Regions from separate parts of the Mus musculus genome. Here all the other regions are linked to region 2. Evidence: chromatin contacts called from public HiChIP or PLAC-seq and promoter capture Hi-C data. All regions are on one chromosome and are shown on one strand. The core of a region is the stretch at or near the end of the contact, and the rest is flanking DNA. Distances in the headings are between cores, read along the strand shown.

Region 1 (2,868 bases), core at 43-2,542, 170 kb after region 2:
TGCTGTACTGGCTTCTCTTAAGGGGACACAGTAGTTTCCTTTGGAAACCAAGTGTTTAAGCACTGCTTTTCATGTGTTAACATTCTGTGGAGGGCACCAGCTTTTGTGTGAGTAGGCACTGAAGCCTGAGGGTCGCTGGCTGCGCAGGGATCCCTGGTCTGGGTCAAAGCCTCACCCACTTCTCTCATTACCCTTTCTCTCCCCCACTCAGGACCCCTAGTTCCAGCGCAGCAGGTACAGCCAGCCAGGTCCATGCAGGGACGGCAATCCCTGAGCCTTCCTTCCCTCCTGCCCTGGGACTCTCCAGGATCCAGGGAGGAGTTTTCTGGAGGAAGAGGGCAGGAGAAAGGCTGAGAGAGCCAAGTGGGGAAATAGAGGCAAGGGCCCTGGGGCAAGCAAGATGGCAGCAAGCCTGGAAGCTCTGGCCAGGGCCCCTGCCAAAGAGGACAAGATGAAAAGACCTTTGTTCCCCGGGTCCCTGACTGGGGCAGGGTCCCCTGAGAAAAGCTGTGCTGGGCTGAGTGCACAGGCTTCAGGGTTTCCTGCAAGGACAGACGCAGCTCTGTGTCGCCCACAAACCTGCCCTTCCCCTCTGAAACGACAGGGCACCAGCTCTGAGAGTCACTGCTAGTGACCAAATCCAGGTGGCTACAGGAGGGCAGAAGGTCCCATCATACCCAAAGGCAGCTAAGACCGTGAGACTGCGTGGAGAGATGGGCTGCTCTAACTTCCTGCTCTATGCTTTCCTTCACCAGACCCTTCACAGGCTAGAGGGCCCCCCTGGGTGCTTCTGGCACCCCACAGGCACCCAGAAGGGAGGAGGTCGAGGCAGTTGTACAAAGGCCCTGACTTATCAGCAGGGTGCCGCCTCCTTCTCCGCCTTCCCCTCGAGTACACCCTCGTGTCACTAAGGGAGCTGAAGACGGCTACGGGGAGCTTTCTTTTTGGGGTGGGAGAAGTTGGGACCAACGATCGTGAAAGAAAGATCGTGCTGCCCAGGAGAGGTTGAAAGGAAAGATCCAATATCCCCTCATTCTCCCTCGCCTGGTAGGGAATTCTGCTTCCTGGGGTACTCATCCTAGCCCAGGTGGTCCCCGGGAGCGTGCAGGAGCAACCGTCAGCCAGTATCCGGGTGGGGAGGGGACAGTGGCTGTGGCGTCTCTGACTCTCCAACACCCACCCTCCTCCACTGCTGGGCGCGCCGCGCAGCCGCCAGCTCAGTGGAAGCGCGAGGAGCCCGGCAGGCTCCGGCGCAGCAGGAGGTGTGCGAAGTCGGGTGCGGGAAGAGCTCCAAGCAGAAGAGGGAGAACGAGGGTGAGCACGCTGGGCAGCCGTGCGTGCGCTCCTCTCTGCGCCACAGGCTCGCCCAACGAAGCACAAGCCAGCAGGGTCGCGGTCCTGAGGACATCGCTGCCACCCAGGAGTGCAGAGAACCAACCACAGAATCTGGAGGTCGGTAGCAGCCCCGATCTAGGCAGGCTCGGAGCCAGGGGGGGTGCCGAGGAAGAACCGGAAAGCAGATCCCAGACTCTGAAGGAGAAAGAAGAGTGGATCCCTGAGCCGGCACGTCTCGAGCCCCAGAGCTCCCAGGATCTCCTGGATAGCTGGCTTCGCCGCCGGACGGCACGCCCCCCTTAGCTTCCACACCCTCTCCTCTGAGCGCCTCCTCATCTGCCCCTGGAGGGACTTTCACCTTCAAAGGTGCAGGACAAAGCCGCATATCTGGCGCCCACCATGCACCTCAACAGCTCCGTGCAGCAGGGAGCCCCAAGTGAACCCGGTGCCCAGCCCTTCCCACATCCACAGTTCGGACTGGAGACGATGCTCCTGGCGCTCAGCTTGAGCAATGGTTCTGGCAATTCCTCAGAATCCATCCTGGAGCCCAACAGCAACCTGGACGTGAACACTGACATTTATTCCAAGGTGCTGGTGACCGCTGTATACCTGGCACTTTTTGTGGTGGGCACTGTGGGCAACTCGGTGACAGCCTTCACTCTAGCGCGGAAGAAGTCGCTGCAGAGCCTGCAGAGCACTGTGCATTACCACCTGGGTAGCCTGGCACTGTCTGACCTGCTCATCCTGCTGCTGGCCATGCCCGTGGAGCTGTACAACTTCATCTGGGTGCACCATCCCTGGGCCTTTGGGGATGCTGGCTGCCGTGGCTACTATTTCCTGCGAGATGCCTGCACCTATGCCACAGCCCTCAATGTAGCCAGCCTGAGTGTGGAGCGCTACTTGGCCATCTGCCATCCCTTCAAGGCCAAGACCCTCATGTCCCGCAGCCGCACCAAGAAATTCATCAGTGCCATATGGCTAGCCTCGGCGCTGCTGGCTGTACCCATGCTTTTCACCATGGGCCTGCAGAACCGCAGTGCCGATGGCCAGCACCCTGGTGGCCTGGTGTGCACACCCACGGTGGACACAGCCACCGTCAAGGTCGTCATCCAGGTAAGAACATCTAAAAGGGGACTCTCTGAGCTGTGGCACATTAGAGGGCACACCAGGGCAGCTGGTTTCCCGTCTGGCTGTTTCTTTCTATTGGAGCCACACAGAGACTTTTAGCAGTGTCACCTCAGAAGTCCCGGTGATTCAAGGCACCACCTGGGGAGAGACACAGCCGTGTTGCCTTGTGGAAAGAACTGTGCCTCAGAAGCACTTTATTCTTCTCCCTTGTCCCAAAGTAGGCCCCAGTGACATCATACTGAGCAACATATGGAGAGCGCTCAGCAAGGCTCCTCTTAGGAGGTTGGGAAGGGGCGGGGCATAGCCATCAACTCCTCCTCAACTTTTCACTCCCAGTTGCATGCCCCTCCCTGCTTCCTCCCCTCCTGTTGAAGGGGGCTTGAGCCCCAATCAGTGACTTCTGTT
Region 2 (2,700 bases), core at 11-2,510:
AGGAGGTTTGCTGTTAAGTTTGGAACTAGGTTGTCTTAAAACCAAAAAATACTTTCCAAAACTTCCCGTGAAAACTTTTTAAATGTAGGTTCCAAATCGACATAACCCAGAATGCTTTTTTTTTGGGGGGGGGGGGTTGGTCGGGTGAAAAGCAGAAATATATTATTTTCTTGCTATTGTGCTGAGAAAAGAATTCTGTATCGAGCGTTTTTCATCGTATTGTGTTTCATGAAGTTTCCTGTGTCCTAGCAATTCTAGGCGGGAATCTGCGTGGTCGGACTAGGCAGAAAAGCCCTGACTGCAGAAGAACGCATCTCGGATTTTTGCATTTCGTAGCGCGCGGGTTTATTGCTGCGCGCCTTAGTTTTAGAGCCAGGTCCACCGGGCAGCCCCAGCCCGGTACTCACCGAAGCTGGTCCTGCGGCCAGGGAGGCCACCAGGGCGAGCTTGCAGACCGTGCAGGATGCTGCTGTCGAAGGCTCCGGAGGTCCACGAAGGGGCTACGTCGGAACTCATGTATGCTGGGTAGGTTGTGGGGTACGAGGCGCCCATGGGTCTCCCGAGCGGGGTCGGGTACTGTTCGCGAGCCAGCAGCGCGCCCTGGAAGGCGCCGCCGTCCCGGACCCCCGCGCTGCCGCCGCTGCCCGACCCCGGAGGGCTGTGAGCGAACGGGAAGGTGGTGGCTCCCGGTGGGTGTGCGGCTGGCGGGTGCGGGCTTCCGGAGCCGAAGGCTGAGGAATCAGCGGCAACTGCTTGTGTCCAGCTGGAGTGCGCGGCGAGCGCGGGAGCCTGCGAGCCCGGCTCACACGAAGGCAGGTACGGCAGCATGGAGGGCATGCGAGTGGGTGCCACGAACACCGGGGAGCCGGTTCCCGAAGAGTGCAGAAAGGCTCCGGAGTCGGCGTAAGTGCCCTGGCCGGGGCTCTGGGCTAACGCCAAGCTTTGGTACATTTTTTTTCCCCGCGCGAGCTTGACCTGCAGAGAAGAAAGACGGGCAGACGTCTAGGGCAGGATCACTGGGCCCCCTCCATCAGCTCTTGCGCTCGCCCGGGGCAGGTGCTGCTGCTCCGCTTGGGCACTCCACTTTTTTGAGTCGGTTCACCAGGGCAGGTCCCGGGCTCCTCTGGGTGGAATGACAGGGTTAGATGAGGCGCAGGACCCTAGGAACGAGGTCCTTGCCTTGCGCAGAGATCGCCAGCCAAAGCCCTCACAGGAAGGCGCGGCGTTGGCCCAGGGAGGGTGACCGGTGGGTTGTAGACTGGGTCTCCACAGAGCCGCTCTGTAGGGAATCCCGGGAACTTGGGCTGCCCCGCCCCCGCCGTGCCGCCCCTTCTCTCTTCTAGTCGGTCCCTCCCTCCGCTCAGGGTCAGCGCCGGGGCTCCAGCCGCGGGGCCACGTGACCCGAACAGGCTCTGCTGTCCGGCTTTGAGACCACAGCTCGCCCGCGTACCCTCGGCTGAGCCCGAACAAACAGGGGGTGGGAGGAGGCTGAGCGCGAGCACTCCTGGGACAGCAGCAGCTCTGAACCGTCTAGAACTTTGTTGCTACGGTCACGGGTGCCAGTCCTCGCCCCACGTCTATTCCGAGCTCCCGCCCAAAGCTGGTTTAGTGTCCTGTGGCTGAGGCCCTTCTGAATCTAGGGACACAAGGTGCTGGAGCCAAGTTGGCTTGCGATTGATTCCCCCTATACGCCCGAACCTACGTGGGAATCTAGCTTCAATGGCAACCGCAGGGCTCAGGCTGCTATTCTCTCACTGGGTATTTTGTTCATCAGCAATGACTCGAAGTCCACCAGGAACCCCACAGTACTGAGTTTTTGAACAAGGAGGACCACTCGCTGTTTGACCAGCGCCAGCGAACTCTGAGTAGAGTCCTAAGGCCACAATTGAAGACTGTTAGACTCCAAGTCCCGCGGCTTTCACAGGCTGAGGAACTTGGCAAGAGTCTCTTTCAGCAAGAGACTGATGATAGAGCACCTAGCTCAGTTTTGTTGTGACTTATGTCCTCCGGCTTACCTTACTAGGAGTTCCAGATGAAGAGTGGCCAGAAGGTGCAGCAACCCCGGAGGGCTCGAAGATGGCAGCGAATGTTTCTCACTTTCTCATGCTGGCCCCCCCGGGTGCTGCAGACAGATACGTGGGTGAGGCAGGAGCTCCTGAGATAAGGGAAATACACCTACTAACCTTGAAGTCAGTGTCCAGTGTTTCTGCCGCTCAGCGCGGGATTAGTTTATTAGTCAGAAAGGAGTGAACATTGCCTGCACACTGGTGTCCACGCAACCTGCTCTCTTCAGCGTGTGGAGATCTAGTTGTGAGTCACAAGTGGAAGTGAGGGGGGCACCCTGGGCCTGGGGATGGTACAGACTGTCCTGACACAGGCCCCAGAATCTGAGCCATGGAGGTGCAGAGCAGAAGCTGACTTCGGGTAGTCGTGGGAAGGGGAGCTTGCCAGTGCTTCCTGCTTCAAATTACCTCCCACTGCATTCTCCTGGCCTCCCCTTTTCCTCCCTCCTTGAGGTGGGGGCTGAGTCAGGGCTCTTGGTTGATGCTTCCAGCACTGACTTCATGGTTCTCCTTTCTGTGGGATGCGCAATACTTGGGTCTCCAGTCTTGGCATCCCTTTTCCTCGGAACTCTTTAGGCTTCCATTGTGCAGGTCTTCCTCTTTGCAAAGCGTCTTGGAGCAGGAAGGACGTCCAGGT
Region 3 (2,700 bases), core at 125-2,624, 230 kb before region 2:
TCACCCTGTCCCCCTACAACTGAGCAGCTGCCATCCTCCAGCCCATCAATGTCTTCTGGACCTGGTGGCAGGAGGAAGGACCTCCACATAGGGACCTCTGAACACAAAACCTGGGCTTCTGCCAGCCCCACCAACCGCCAAAAGAGGAAAATGGGATATATGTCCTCCCTGGCTTGATTGGCTCTGGAGCCGATCATCCATCTCTACCCTGGCTGTTGGACAGCCTCCCTTCTCAGCTTAAAAACCGAGAAAGCTTTTCTCTTGGCTTAAAGGGTTCTTGGCTGCAGCCGCGCCAGCCGCTCTCACCGCCCAAACCGGCTTCCAGCGTCTGGGAGACGCAGCAGCTCGCAGCCCCAACAGGTGTCTGGCGCTCCGGCCCCCACCGCGAGCCCCGCCCCCCCTCCCCCAGTTGGGAGCAGAGCTTGGACACGTGAGAACGAGCTCCTCGGAGCATTTCCCTCATCTCACCCCCCGCCTTCCCTACGGTCCCCTTCCCCAGCACACCTCCCCAAATCCCCCTTCCATGTCCCCTCCCCCCCAGCGTCCTCCCAGCATCCTGAGTCCGGCGCCGCTGCCTTTGTTTGGTTCGGCGCAGGAGCCAACGCTGCACCGGCGGTCGCTGCGCCTTGCGCCTTGCTGAGCGCCCGCCGGCTGGGGCAGCCTCCCCGGGGACATCCCTACCTAGCCCCCGTCTTGCGGCCCGGGAGGCGAGGAACTTCTCCCGCGCCCACCATCCTAAGGTTTCTAGAGCTCCTCTCCCAAGGCCGAACCCCTGAGAAGCCACCCCAGGTCGAAGCGCCAAGCCCCATTGCCCAGCCCGGGCTCCGCGCCCCTGGACTCTGGCAGCGGACAGGGTCTGGGGGCTTTACCCACGAGGAAGTCGGAGATGGCGAGGTTGAGCAGAAAGAAGTTGTTCTGGGTGCGGAGGCTCGAATCCGCCACGAAGGCGAGCATGACCAGCGCGTTGCCCAGCACTGTGGCCACGATGAGCAGCGCCATGAGCGCAGCCAGGACAGCGGTCCAGGCAGCCGAGAAGCCGCGCGCCCCGCCTGCAGCCGCCGCCTCTCCGGCCAGAGCGCCCGACGCGTTCATCAGCCCGTCGGGCGGCGCGCGCTCCATGGCCCAGCAGGCTCACAGGGCTCGGGGACACTGGGCAGGGCAGGGGCCGAGTGCTGGGTGGCCGGGCGGGGCCCCTGCTCTTGAGCCTAATCTTTGCCGGCTCTTCACCCAGCCCGGTTTTCCGGGGGGCGCCCGGAGCATGGTCCGCGGGACCGGAGCGAGAGCCGAGTCTGGAGTCCGGGAGGGTGATGCAGAGGGGGCTGGTATCGGAATCTGAGCAGAGTGGGGCGGGCTGCGCGGCTGCTGCAGCGAGAGCAAAGCCGAGCTCCAGCCGCCCGCGGCGCGTCGGTGCACCCCTAGCTCAGCGCGCAGCCAAGTGCGCCCCGCGATCGGCCCGCCGCCCCCCGCGCCCCGCGCAGAGCCCCCGCCATTGGCTGGCGCCCTCGCCCCGCCTCCGTCCCGCCTCCGCCCCGCCCGGCGCGGGCAGCACCACGGACAGCGCCGCGTGCCCGCCGGCCGACTAGAACCCCTGCCCCGGTGCGCACCGTGGCTGGCGGAGAGCCCGACTCGGGCAATAACCAGCTACAGGGCTGGGACCATGTCTGAGGTCGCACCTAGAAGCTGGTCCCTTGGCTATCCGTTCGCCCTCGTGCCCTCGCCCCTGGTGACCCCTGCCCGACCCTTGTCCGTAGCTCCTAAGCTTGTCAGGACCTAGGACACTGCCCGGGTGGGGTGGAGAATGGCTGCCCCGCAGCTCTAGGGAACTTGCGCCTCAGGACTCCCTTTCGCATCTTGCTTTGGGCAAGTAGGTTTCTGGGGTAAGAGATGTCCAAAGAAAGATTGGGGAGGGGTCCCTGAAAGTGATGCCGGGAACAGGGGTTCTCTCCAGCCTCATATGCACAGAACTGTGGGGTCTCAATCTCCACGTGGTTAGACAGAGCTCAGAACAGGGTCCAGGGTGACCTGCAAGGCACACACAGATGTGGAGTTACATAAGGGAAGAACGAGCCTGAGCGGACCCAGCCCAGAGCTGAGAACATTCACCCAGAACTCAGCGGCAGTGGGTGGAGGGGCGACCCACAAAGCAGCTTGGTTCGGGCCACGAATGCCCCCTGAGATACCTTAGTGGGGTGGTCACTGCTGCAGGGGACAGGTGAGGTCACTGAGTTCTGGGTGCAGCCGGGGTGGTGGCAGCTGCGTTAGTGCCTGTGGGAGGGGGAGGAGGAAAGCCGCCGGCCCCCCTTCTCTGACACAGATACTGGAGGTCAAGGACAGAGTCAGCAGCAGAGGCTCCCTGAAGACAGACAGACACACCCACGCTCTGACACACAGACATTCACATTCAGGGAAACAGCCACCCAGCATCAGGCTGGGACCCACGAATAGTCAGACAGCAGACAGACAGAGAACAGTGCCCGAGGGAGAGGGGAAGCAGTGACTGTCCTCTGTCACCAACAGCACACATCAGTGGATGCCTCAAAGTGGACAGAAATGTAGACGGTATGAGTGTGGGGGAGGGGGACCCCAGGCACCGCTTCAAGCACCCCACACTGACAGCCAGAGGCTGGTCATGTGAGGACCTGCCCCTCCCCCACCCCAAGTGGTTCTCTGAGAACTTTGGGCAGTGGGGACTGGCATTTC

What was found. Promoter capture Hi-C pulls out the DNA fragments that hold promoters and counts their contacts. HiChIP or PLAC-seq counts read pairs in DNA pulled down with a chosen protein or histone mark.
Region 1: a promoter capture Hi-C map of erythroid cells shows a contact between it and region 2, with 2.8 times the contacts expected there. The contact joins the promoter of Ntsr1 here to the promoter of Gata5 in region 2. A contact is called at or near these places in 4 of 39 promoter capture datasets (the SN4741 cell line, embryonic stem cells, erythroid cells and 1 more), 1 of 484 Hi-C or Micro-C datasets (nephron progenitors) and 2 of 115 datasets of contacts at active chromatin or transcription factors (both in embryonic stem cells).
Region 3: an HNF4G HiChIP or PLAC-seq map of pancreatic cancer cells shows a contact between it and region 2. The contact joins the promoter of Hrh3 here to the promoter of Gata5 in region 2. A contact is called at or near these places in 2 of 39 promoter capture datasets (embryonic stem cells and trophoblast stem cells), 1 of 484 Hi-C or Micro-C datasets (embryonic stem cells), 1 of 115 datasets of contacts at active chromatin or transcription factors (pancreatic cancer cells) and 1 of 9 other capture datasets (adipose tissue).

Annotation. Positions count from the first base shown.
Region 1 is chr2:180,498,684-180,501,551 of GRCm38.p6, forward strand. It overlaps Ntsr1 (neurotensin receptor 1), which reads left to right and starts at 1,293. Exons shown (of 4, transcript NM_018766.2): 1 at 1,293-2,448. The coding sequence starts at 1,735.
Region 2 is chr2:180,333,419-180,336,118 of GRCm38.p6, forward strand. It overlaps Gata5 (GATA binding protein 5), which reads right to left and starts at 1,261. Exons shown (of 6, transcript NM_008093.2): 1 at 408-1,261. The coding sequence starts at 951. Gata5os (GATA binding protein 5, opposite strand) reads left to right here. Exons shown (of 5, transcript NR_045877.1): 2 at 250-525; 3 at 764-903.
Region 3 is chr2:180,103,033-180,105,732 of GRCm38.p6, forward strand. Hrh3 (histamine receptor H3) reads right to left here and starts at 1,375. Exons shown (of 3, transcript NM_133849.3): 1 at 870-1,375. The coding sequence starts at 1,119. Gm46782 (a long non-coding RNA gene) reads right to left here. Exons shown (of 3, transcript XR_001783600.2): 3 at 1,488-2,022.